4 separate regions of the Mus musculus genome follow, and all the other regions are linked to region 1. Evidence: chromatin contacts called from public promoter capture Hi-C data. All regions are on one chromosome and are shown on one strand. The core of a region is the stretch at or near the end of the contact, and the rest is flanking DNA. Distances in the headings are between cores, read along the strand shown. Region 1 holds the start of Odf2l (outer dense fiber of sperm tails 2-like). Region 2 holds the start of Trmt10a (tRNA methyltransferase 10A). Region 3 holds the start of Tyw3 (tRNA-yW synthesizing protein 3 homolog (S. cerevisiae)). Region 4 holds the start of Lrriq3 (leucine-rich repeats and IQ motif containing 3).

What was found. Promoter capture Hi-C pulls out the DNA fragments that hold promoters and counts their contacts.
Region 2: a promoter capture Hi-C map of pre-B cells shows a contact between it and region 1, with 2.9 times the contacts expected there. The contact joins the promoter of Trmt10a here to the promoter of Odf2l in region 1.
Region 3: a promoter capture Hi-C map of pre-B cells shows a contact between it and region 1, with 2.4 times the contacts expected there. The contact joins the promoter of Tyw3 here to the promoter of Odf2l in region 1. A contact is called at or near these places in 2 of 39 promoter capture datasets (the C10 cell line and pre-B cells).
Region 4: a promoter capture Hi-C map of pre-B cells shows a contact between it and region 1. The contact joins the promoter of Lrriq3 here to the promoter of Odf2l in region 1. A contact is called at or near these places in 1 of 39 promoter capture datasets (pre-B cells) and 2 of 484 Hi-C or Micro-C datasets (CD4 T cells and CD8 T cells).

The regions. Positions count from the first base shown.
Region 1 is chr3:145,117,261-145,119,960 of GRCm38.p6, forward strand. It overlaps Odf2l (outer dense fiber of sperm tails 2-like), which reads left to right and starts at 1,329. Exons shown (of 17, transcript NM_001162538.1): 1 at 1,329-1,522. It overlaps Gm40163 (a long non-coding RNA gene), which reads right to left and starts at 1,153. Exons shown (of 2, transcript XR_867692.2): 1 at 1,083-1,153.
Region 2 is chr3:138,142,059-138,144,864 of GRCm38.p6, forward strand. Trmt10a (tRNA methyltransferase 10A) reads left to right here and starts at 1,390. Exons shown (of 8, transcript NM_175389.5): 1 at 1,390-1,538. It also overlaps a transcript of Mttp not described here.
Region 3 is chr3:154,595,797-154,598,541 of GRCm38.p6, forward strand. It overlaps Tyw3 (tRNA-yW synthesizing protein 3 homolog (S. cerevisiae)), which reads right to left and starts at 1,302. Exons shown (of 6, transcript NM_172474.5): 1 at 1,057-1,302. The coding sequence starts at 1,230. Cryz (crystallin, zeta) reads left to right here and starts at 915. Exons shown (of 9, transcript NM_009968.4): 1 at 915-1,488.
Region 4 is chr3:155,091,850-155,094,844 of GRCm38.p6, forward strand. Lrriq3 (leucine-rich repeats and IQ motif containing 3) reads left to right here and starts at 1,585. Exons shown (of 8, transcript NM_028938.2): 1 at 1,585-1,821. It overlaps Fpgt (fucose-1-phosphate guanylyltransferase), which reads right to left and starts at 1,529. Exons shown (of 4, transcript NM_029330.2): 1 at 1,450-1,529. The coding sequence starts at 1,507.

The sequences.
Region 1 (2,700 bases), core at 79-2,578:
TAAGACGTCTATTACCAGTCTATCCATGGCTGCTCATGTACCCAGCATGTCCATATTGAATGTCCCAGGCAACAGAGAGAAGAGCTTCAAGCTACTTATGCAGAAGGTGCATATTGAAGTGGCTTGTTGTTTTTGACTGTGGAATATCATTCCATTGTATTGAATATGTAATCAATTTTCCTGCTGGTAAACATTCAATCTACTTGCCATTTTTAGCTATTATAAACAAACTTGCTATTTATGACTTTCTTATAGAATATTTCATAAACATGTATTTTCATTTTCCTCACCTAGGCGAACAGCTCCCTATGGAAACTCCCTAAGAAGCACAGCATCTGGCTCTGAAGAGCTTGTACTAGCCATACTGAAGGGCCGACAGTTCAGCTCCTAGCTGACATTTCCCATAGCTACCATTTTACTCTATCTACTAGAAGTATGCGCTGCTTCGATATGCTGTTCATTTTTATATCTCTTCCTGTGGTGGAACCTGAGGGAGTGGAGCGGAGGAACGAGGCAGACTAACGCCGCATGCAATAGCCAACTTTATTCAGAGCATCAGACAGTGTATACCCTGAGTGCTAAGAAAGGTCACTTGAGTATATAAGAAGGACAAGGTGCACGCGGCAAAAACATGTTTGTTTGTTTGTTTCCCATAGAGGCAAATAAATGGATAATAGCCAGTTGTACAAAAACTCGGACGTAAACTCACTCCTATCTACTACACCTGGGAGGTGCATGAAAACATTCCAAGAACAATGACAAAACTCCCAAAATCTCATAAGGAAAACAAAACAAAACAAAATAAACAAACAAAAAACCACTACTAGGTCCTACCAAGATCTCATTTGGCCGGTTCAGCAGTTTAGAAAGCACAGCAGCTTTATCTAAGGACTTAGGAGGACTTGAACGACATTTTGGAGAACCTGCTGACTATGTTTTTAAAGAAGAAAAACTCCTGTGGGGGATAATGCCATACACTGGAAAGGTTTTTCTGTCTTGGGTTTTTTCAAATCCTAGCTACAAAAAAGGGCAAAAGCAGGGAAGTCATTTTTCGATCCAGTGTCAAGAGACTCGGAACGGACCTTCCTTCCCTGCTAGGATGAGAGCGGTTGAGATTTTCGGTCAGCGACGCACAAAAGCTACGCCTTTTCTCAAAGCTAAAGCTTTTGAAAAATCTCACTAGAGAAACCAGAGCAGAGACAACCCCCCGCCGGCCACGCCCCCTCACTCCCTCCAATCACAGCAGGAACGGCGCTCGCGCTCTAGAGCTCCCGACCAATTAGCTGCGTCGGAGCGGGCCGATGAGGGCGGGGCGTCCGTTTCCACAGAAACCGCAGGCCGGTTACTAGCAACGTTGAGCTCCAAGGTGGACGCGCTCAGGCCGCCGCTGCCTGTTCTGGTGACTCGTCAGCTTCTCTCCCCGCGCTCCCTGCCCTTCCCTCTGGCCTCCTACTCTCTCTGCACTCTCCGCCTGCTGCAGTGACCCAGGGCCGGGCAGGCCTCAGAGAGGCCTCCGGCCATTGTAGGTAGTGGCGGCGGCGGGGGATGACGTCAGGGCGACGGGCGGACGGGCGGGCGGGCGCGAGTCTGGGGTGGGCTCTGAGGGCGGGCCGCGCGTGACCCTAGGCACCCGGAAGTGAAACCCGTGGTGCCCACCCCTCCTGAACAGTATGTGTTTGGTGCTCAGGTCCTCACTGTCACCCAGAGGAAAGCGGACATTGTGCCCCTGCTTCCCGCGGTGTGGTCTCGGGGCGCCGGGGAGAAGTTAGCGGGGGATAGGGTCCCTGCAGAGCGAGGGTCCGGGTTTGGGGGTGTTTCCGACATAGTGTTTTCCTAATCTTGAGCTCACCCGATGCCAGTCCAGTTCTTGACGTACCCCGAGTCATGTCCCCTGTCTCTGGCACTGAATATGTCAGTTGAGTAACCTTAACCTAACGGTGGCTGCTATTGGTGACCCTAAAGACCAAGTTTCTCTGTCACGCCATGGCTTACAAGGGTGTCAAATGTTTGAGGGTACGAGTGCCTCTGGTTTAGGTAAAGGATCAAACTGTAGAAATCGTGCCTGTTTGTAAGCTTTACTTCATACCTTTGATTAATGGTGAGACCGGCCATATTTGTAATTTTTAATAGCAAAGTATTATTATTGCTGTTTTCTGCTAATTCTACAACTGGTGTATATTAATAGTTTTAGTCTTTGCTTTTCGAGCGTCTCAAGATCTGAGCAGATAGCCTCATTTATTCGTCACTTTTGTTAACTCCATACAGACAAATGGGAGTCAGGATGAGTATAGAAACGATCCGTTGCAGGCCACTGATGCCCCCAACCCCCACCCTCTGGTTTAGTAGTTCTCCATTTATGACTGCTTCAGCAATGACTTTCTACAAAGAACAGATAGGTCTTCAAGGTTGTTCTGTAAAATCAGTTCTGATCAACTCAGGCTTGTAAGTAAATTTAAGGTAGGTTGGTTAATTCAGGATAATTACTTTAAAAAGGAGAAAGTGGAAAAAACGTGAAGATTGCTGAGCTGCCCCGCAGAGTGGGCCAGATGGCATCTAAGTTTAAAGGTGGGATAAAGTAAGATGAGTCCAGGGATTCTACTTCTTGCTCAGTGTGTCACCGTGACTCTAAACCACCCCTGTTGCTGTCCTTGATGGTCATCCGTGGTCCTAACATCTGCAGTATCCTGGGATCTTTAACCA
Region 2 (2,806 bases), core at 140-2,639, 7.0 Mb before region 1:
CTACTTCTTTGATGGAGACAATCATTTAGTCATTGCTGTACAAAATCCTAAGCCAAAGACAATGAACTGTCAACTGTGTTAAACAAGCCTGAGTTTTATAAATCAATGACTTCCTTACATCACAGGACTTTATCTTAAACTTTTATATGCTTCTTTGGCTAAACTGCAGTTTTTACTCGTACCTTTTTTTTTTTTTTTTTTTCATACTTTGGATTGATTCTGCAACCATGAGATCAAATAACCAAGTCAAATTTGGTCACATCATAAAAATGAGGATTTTTCTCCTAACTTAAAAACTCTTTTAGATATCAAGGATGCTAGGCATTACCTCTAAAACTGTACCGTTATTTTAAAGACAGATCCCATAAGGGCAACAGAACAGCTGCTGAAAGATCTGGCACACCACTCTGCCAGCCTGAATTTAATGACCTACATGTGAAGGGCTCCATATCCAGTTACTAACCCTCCCTCAGCTACTCTCTGCCCTGATACGGAGGCAGCCGAAAAAAGATGCCCTACTAACAGCTCATAAGTGGATTCACATTTTACTGCCAATGTTCAGTTAACAGAAATCTCTAAGATTTGAGAGATCCACAACACAGAGCATGTGATCCACATCTTTTTCCAAATAAAAACAGAGTTTAAAAAAGATCTCCCCCACACACTAAATTCAGAGACGATTCAGTTCATTTAAGAGCCTGTAACAAGTTCAAAAGGTCAAGCAACAAGAAAAATCTAATGATGGGTCTTTATTTGAAAAATAGTTTTTTATCTGCAAATTCTACAGATTCATCCATCAGAAAAGCCAAATTAAAACAAAACAACTACAAAAAGACCAACCTACCCAACTGTTTGGTTTTTCTTTTTCCCTCGGTTGACTTGGTCTATATTTAGCAAAAAGATTATATAAGGTCAAGTATTTACAAACGATGAAATATCACTAGTGTTTTGCAAAACAGCATAAACAAAACCTCAAAGGATGGACTGTAAAGTATTATGTTTTACTAAGGACATAAAAAGAAAACTTTAAAATTCCTAAGTTCGATGAATTTCTATTAAAAATTTCAGTTTACAATTTTTTCACTTATGAAAGACCATTGGTAACTTTCTTACATAAATTAGAAGTACGTTGGGCAATACTAGATCATCCTCTCAACGCAGAAAAAAATAAGAGCATTTCGTCTGTTTCGCATTTCAATTTCTTTCAGTGGGGCGATCTTCGCCTCGAGACCCGAGCTTACACAGGCCTGTGGGTAGAAATGCAACGCTTGACCGGGAAAAACGCCTCGCGGTAGCCACTAACCATTCCCGCAAAACCCAGGCCCAGACCCCGCCCCCTACAGGCTCCTCCTCTTTCTCCGGTTTGGAGTTAGCGCAGTCCGATGACGTAAGCCGTAAGTGCCGTAACCGGGCGCGCAACCACCGCCTCTGCCTCTGGGAGTTGAAGTTTCTGAAGGAGGACGACCGCGTGGAGCCGAGAACACTTCAGAAAGGCTTTCTAACCGCACCCCGGCGTTCCCCACCGGCCCCGCGGCACGGTAAATATGGCACTGCGGCTGTCGTGCCCCTGCCCGTTGGTATCCTTTCGGATGCCAAAGGAGCGTGAGCTACCCTAGCCTCCGCTGCAACCAAGGCTTCCGGAGTAGAGGGTGAGGGCCTGGGAAGTAGTTGCCGGTTTGCGGAGGAAGTGGCGTCAGGTGTGCGTTTTCCACGCCCCTCGCCACTCACGTGCCGTCTTCCAGAGTCGTGATTGGTCAGCTGCGGTTCGTTCGCGGGCGCAGGGCCCCGCTCGGGGCGTGCGCGCGCCCGGTTGTCGCCGCGGTGTGCGCTCCGGGTTTCTGTTGTTTAGGAGAGTCCCTACCGGAAGTGTGGCAGAAAGGAGCCATGTGGAGTCTCAGGGTAGCTTGTCGCAACGCTGCGTTGCGCCTAGAGGGCAGGCGAGCCGTTTTCCCTTCTTTTCCTCTTTTTCCTTCCCTGGGTCAGGCCGTCGCATGTAAGGGCGCCGAGGGGCAGTTGCTGCCCAGGCGGCTCGGCCTCGTGGTCAGCTGAGGATGAGGTTAAGATGGACGCGTTACCGGTTGCCACTGAAATATTTTGTGTTTAAAATGTGGTTGCGTGTCCGGAGATGTAAAATTACTCATTTAAAAAAAAAAAAAAAAAAAAGCTCTCCTGAGATTCCCTCCCAAGCCAGAACTCAAGCCAAAGGGACTTTGACAACTGAACAAAGGGCTATTGCTACTGCGGTACAGACCAACGCGTTTAAAAATAAAAAAAAATAAAATAACATAAAAATACCCTGAAGTAGGCATGTATTGATTTTAGAGTTACCGAAAAGAAAGCTTAAAGACTACGAGGGCCGTTTTAGTCGATTTGATAACAGCCGGGTTTTTGTCTTTGGCATTAAGTGACGTATGCTCTTCCCCACACCAGATAGTCTTTGTCAGTATTACTCAGTTTTGAGTTTTGTAATCCTGTCTGATAACTTATATCCAAGAATTAACCATCCAGGTTTTTTCTTTTTAAGATATGCTAAAGTAAAGTCTCAGAGTTGTTTTATCTTTCTGTAAAATGTTCTTAAATACTTGTTAGACTTGGATTAGTGGATTAAAATGTGCTTTAAGCATCACTGCTGGTCTGGGAGAAGCCTCAGACTCGCTGCCATAGAGATTCACCTCGTGACCCAAACTAAAGCCGTGTGTTCAAAAGTGCCGTGTTTTACATAATGCATCAAATTCTTACTCTATTACTTAGTAGACAGTCGGAGCGGAAGCTATCTTGGTGAAGTCTAGACAAAACAAGACAGCCA
Region 3 (2,745 bases), core at 52-2,551, 9.5 Mb after region 1:
AAAAAAAAAAAAACAAAAGGTAGGGAGGAGGCTGGAAGTTTCACTCAGTGGTAGAGTGTTTGCTGAGCATGATCGAGACCCTAAGTTCGGTTCTCAGTACTCTGCCACTCCTAAATGAAGAACAGGAACAAGACAAAGACAAGTAACTAAAGAAAATAGTTCAATCTTGGCAGTTGGTTAAAATGAGGAAAGGATTGCAGGTTACAGAACAATATAAATTTGGATTTTCTAAAGTAAATTCTGCTTAAAAATGAAAATATATAAAATATATATCATATTCTATTATGATTATATTTTGTATAATCATAATTATAATATGTTTTCATTATAGATATTTTACACATAGTATATACATATATATTTATACATTTATAAATATATTATACATATATGTGTATGCATCCCTCATATGCATATACATATGAATGTGTTGTGAAACATGGCTTGGAGAAGAGACAACAGTGTTTTGGAGACTCGTCTGAATAAACCCAGGCAGGGCAGTTGTAGAAGAGGTGTGGGCAGCTAGCTTGTGAGCAAGAGTGTCCATGAACAGAACGGGAGTGGTGGAAGCAATATAAACATGAACAGACCTCGATAATCTGGGACTTCAGTACGTGAAGAACCAAGCGGAACCTAGCGACTTTTAACCAGCAATATGGGGCCAGGCACGATGAGAAATGTTGGAAATAAATTACCCTATTTCACGTGTTGTCTAGTTATCCTGTGTTGTGGGACAGGAAGAGGATGAGAGCGTGCAGCCAGGGGCTTTGACCATGTATCTACAGTACTGTTTCATTTAGAGCTAAAATGCCCAGGGCTGTAATAATGACACCGGCCACCAGGGGGCAGCGACCCCTTAACCTTCGGGCGCCCATCTCATAGCGACAGTGATTGGGTTAGCGCGGCTCGAGGGCGAGCGTGACCGAAGGGACTTGGAGACTCGAGCTCCTCCAGCGCTCTGTAAATCCAATCCCCAGCCTTCGCCACTTAAGCTAGCTCCACCATCACCCGGAGGACGCATTAGCATTGCACAGCCTCCCCCGGCCCGGGCCTCACCCCGTCCAGAAGGAGGATGCGCCCTGCGCAGGAGCTGGTGGTGAAAAACTCTTCCCGCGAGTTCAGGAGCTCCACCACCTCCACCGCGTCCTCGTCCACACTGCCCTTGCGGCTAAGGTCCGCCTTGCTCAGACTCTGCGCCTTCCACCGGCCGAACTCCGCGCTACGGTCCATGAGCGAGCGAGCGAGCTGGGGTCGGCTTTCTGCTCTGGAATGCGCCTTCTTCTCCATGGGCGCAGCCATATTGCCGCCACGGTGGCCGGAGAGGACCAAAGTTCCCCATTGGCGCAACCAGGAGCAAGACGTGCGCCGCCAGACCGTACAGGCGTAAACCGAGAGGGGGAGCCTAGCGAAGTTAGGGAAAGCCAGCCCACCTCTTTCCCCACAGACCTTCTGGAGCTTAGGAGGTTTTGTTTCCTACTCTAGAGGAGGGTAAGTCACCCAGGACCGCAAGCAAGGTCCTACTCTTGTCTGCCGGGAGGCTTTTTTTTTTTTTTTTTTCTTTCTTTCAAGTTCTAGGCTCCAGGAGATCTATCTGCACTGGAGAACTGCACAGCAGGCGGCCGGTGGTTCCGACTGGGGTAGCTGCCTACTGATGCCTGGGGATTTCTGCCGCCACCCAGGCACTCGCGCCCCAACTCCGGGTTCACAACTTCCCAGGTGCAGGTAGAGGAGGTCTGTGTTCTGTCCTCCGGTGTGTATGCAGTGGGCGTTGTTATTCCTATTTTTAGACATAGTGGCACCCACCTACAGTAGTCTTCAAAAGAAAGAAGAGAGACCTAGAGAGAGTCAGAGACAGAGGGACACAGAGAGGGACAGAGTTAGAAAAACCTAATACATTGTTAACTACATCTTGCGCATTTACAGTTCCCAGAGTTCCTGCCTCAGTCTTGTGACCAGAAAAGACCTGTTAATGATTGAAAGTGCAGAGGCCACTGTGTGGACTTCGTGTCCACCTCGAGCCCCTGAAGCCACCATAACTCCCCGCTGGCTCCTGCCCTAGGAAATGCAGCTTGTAGCAAGCAGCATTCTGTCACACTGAAGCGGGGCCTGCCCTGTCCATGAGATGCTGCAGGGGTACAGAGTGATCAGTGTGAAAGCAAGACCGTGACAACATCATATAGCCAGAAGACTTGGACTGGATACTTTAATTTTCATCATTTATTCGTGTTTCCAAGTTAATAGTAAGCCACAAGCTTCCATGAGCCATTCTGGAACAGTGGCAGTACATTTTATAACTATGAGGCCTCTTTTTTAGTCTTCATTTAAAACTCTCTCTAGAAATCAATTTTATTTTATTTTGCTCTTTTTTCCACACCGTGTGTATTCCTGGTGCACTCAAAGGACAGAAGAGGGTATTAGATCTCCTGGGACTGGAGTTAGAATAGGTTTCGAGCCTGAGTCACCAAGTTGGTGCTGGAAAGCCAAATGAAGCCCTCAGCAAGAGGATAACAAGTGTTCCTTGCCGCTAGCCCTAACCTTGGCCCTCTGCACTTCATTAGTAATATGTCTTTCCTCTTGAGTTTGAGAGTTGACTCACTAACTCTATGTTAAGATATACATACGTCTAACATATCCCCTACCCATTTAACTTTCATTTAAACCAATGAATGAGTTTCAATCAGTCTAGAGGAGGAATTTTTAACTGTGTATGTCCTAGAAATAAAAAGTAAAATAAAAATAAAACAA
Region 4 (2,995 bases), core at 335-2,834, about 10 Mb after region 1:
GGTCTTTTGTTATTGTTGCTTATCATTTTTTTCTTTCCTTTTCTTTTGTGGTACTGGGAAATAACCACAGAGTCCTATGCTTGCCAGCTCTATCACTGAGCTATGTTCATAATCCTTCATTTATCTATTTAATTAATTTAGTATCTTACGTTTGACAGGGTTGAGACAGGCTAGTTCAAAGGTAGTAAGCTATTGCAAGTGATTGTTCACATTCAGTTACAGATTGAAGTTCTATTCTATACTTCCCCCCTTCTCACTAATGCACTTGACTAGAGATAGAGGAAGGCAAAGCCTACCTAACCCAGAACTCCTCTAATGTGCTTGAAATTGGTCCTGCGAGTTCACTTCAGGGTCTCTCTATCTTGGCAATGGGAGACCCAGAAGGCTGGACTTCTGCAGAATAAATACTCTTTGTGTTTACATACTGTTGGAATCTGGGGCATCATTCTTTGGTGACTCATTCTTCAGTGAATCATGGACTCTTCCACTACTTGACAGATTGGCTCTGAACTCATATTTATTTTCTATCTATCTACCACACGACCGATCGATCTACCTATTATCTATCTGTCTATCAATTATCATCGTCTATTTGTCTGTGCAATCCAGGTAGGTCTTGAACCTCGTTCCTACTGCCTTAGCGTCTCAAGTAGATGACAGTACAGACTTGCGACACCAGTCCTAGCTTCTAATATTTTTATTAACGATGATCAAACTACACTTTATATAAGCAATCAGAATACAACACAAACCCCAGGACTAAACTTCTCAATGAACTCATTAAATGACAAATTGCACTTTCAAGAATCAGTGGAACCCTCTAATCAGCAAAAATATTAATAAGGTTTTTAACAAGTTGAGAGAGAATGAGAGGGAGGGGAAAGATAAAGAGGGAGGGAGGGACTGAGATAAGAAGGAGGAATAGGTAGGAAAGGAGGGGGAAGGGGAGGGAGAAGGAGAGGAGAGAGACAGACATGTTAGCTTGGATTTAATAGTTCCAATCATTCTGGTATCCAAATATAAGACCGTACATTTTAGGCACTCATAAATATCAATTTTACCAGACAGCTGTACCCCAAACTTACATTATCAAATTTAAAGCCATGATTGCCTCCGTATTGGGGTTTACATTGGAATAAAGTGGAGTTAAGCAGCGGGGCTTGGGAAAAGAAAAGAAACAAGGTAACGACTACTGCAGACTCTAAGCAAAAGGTCTTCTACCACTGAGTTAAGCCAGTGTTACTTCCCGTTGGTAATTCTCTTACTGCTCCTTCCTGACATCTAAGTTTAGGCTCGCACAGAGAGGAGGAAAAGGGAAAAAGGGAAAAGTCTGGCTGGCCTGGCCAGGACGGAGCGGACAGGAAGGGGTATCGGACAGGAAGCTGCGCGGGGTCCTTGGGAAGGCGCTCTCCGTGCAGGGGGGCAGAGAACTCAGTTCCGCCTTGGTACCTCTCAGCTCAGAAAATCTGCGCAGTTTCCGCAGGGTGGCTTCGCGGAGAGACGCCATGGCCGACTTCCGGGAGCACACTTAGCACGCACGCGCACTCCAAACCCCGCCCCGCCCCGCCCCGCCCCGCCTCCTCCATGCTCTCCACGTCACCGCGGCCCTGGAAGCGCCCTGAGACTTGAAAAGCTAGGATGGCGTGAGCGTGCGCAAGCGGCGTTTCCTGGGCAACGATCTGTGGGGCAGATGGGCGGGCACCTAGCGGGGTCGGGTTGTGCGGAGCTCTGGGTTCCTGCCTTACCGTGTCTGACAACCCGCGGTGCGACCGAGAAGACCAACCCACCCACCATTAGTGGATCCACCACCCAGATGCTGAGGTGACCTGCCCGCACGGAGCTCCTATTCCTGTCAGAAGCCTCCCAGGGAGGCCAGGCCCCTGAACCAGAGAGAGGCTCGGCTCTGTGGGATGCTTTCTGGTGGGCCAGACTACTCTGCACCCTTCAGTTGTCCAACTTCCCAGGCCCAGTACTGAACTAGCGCCTTTAGCCAGCACTGCACACTCTGTTGTGTTCACTTGCTTCAAGGAGATTCAACCAAAGGTGCCAGATATTGGAAAGAACCAGTCTTACTTAATACACTTTCATAGAGTGGTTATATGTGTTTCTCTTGTAGAGTGCATAAGTTTATATCGAGTACTACAGGTTGATCTCTTTAATCTTTCACATAGTACATAGAGAGGAACGCTATTTGAGGAAGCCATTTCAGTCTGAAACCCAGAAATCTTACCACTACAATTTGACTTGAGAAGCTTCTCTTCTTTAAAATCTAACTCAGAATTCTGCATAGCAGCTCCCTATGAACTTTTAAGTTTCTGAGTAAGCTTAGTTTTTCACTTAAAGCCTTGACCTCAGCATTTAATTCTGTATTTAAAGTGGACACATTTGTGGGGAGGAGATAACTGTTTCACAATACACTCCGGCTGAAGGAAATTAAGAAAATACAGAAAGGCCCGATAGATAATAACAGCAATAGCAGTCAGAGCTTGTAATTTATAGTCTTGAGTGAACTGGAGTCATCCCAGGTTTTTGGTGACCTGCCTTATGTTTAAAGGGCACAGACACACTGAAGTATGTTGGTGGGTATGGCAAGAATATAAGCAGAGCTTTATTTGGAGTCTACTAAAGTAACACAAACAGGAAAGATTTGGTGGAAATTTAAAAGATAATAATGGGAGATGGAGAGAAATTGCTTAGATTATAGAAACACTTAACCAACAACACCTGTCCAATAAATAAGTGTGGATTGTGAGAGAAATTACTAAAAGATGCTGAAAGTGGATGACATGACATTTAAATGAGCTGAGGAAAGGTATGTATGGGGAAGCATAGTGAAGTCATAAGAGAAGACCTGTAATAATATTGGATATGTAGAATAAACTAGTGCAAATATAGTAGAAATTGTTGTGTGTCTGTGCATCATGTATGTGGTTCTGGAGATCAAGACAGGGCTGGCTAGACAATTTTGTGAGTTGTCAGAATGGAGAGGGAATTT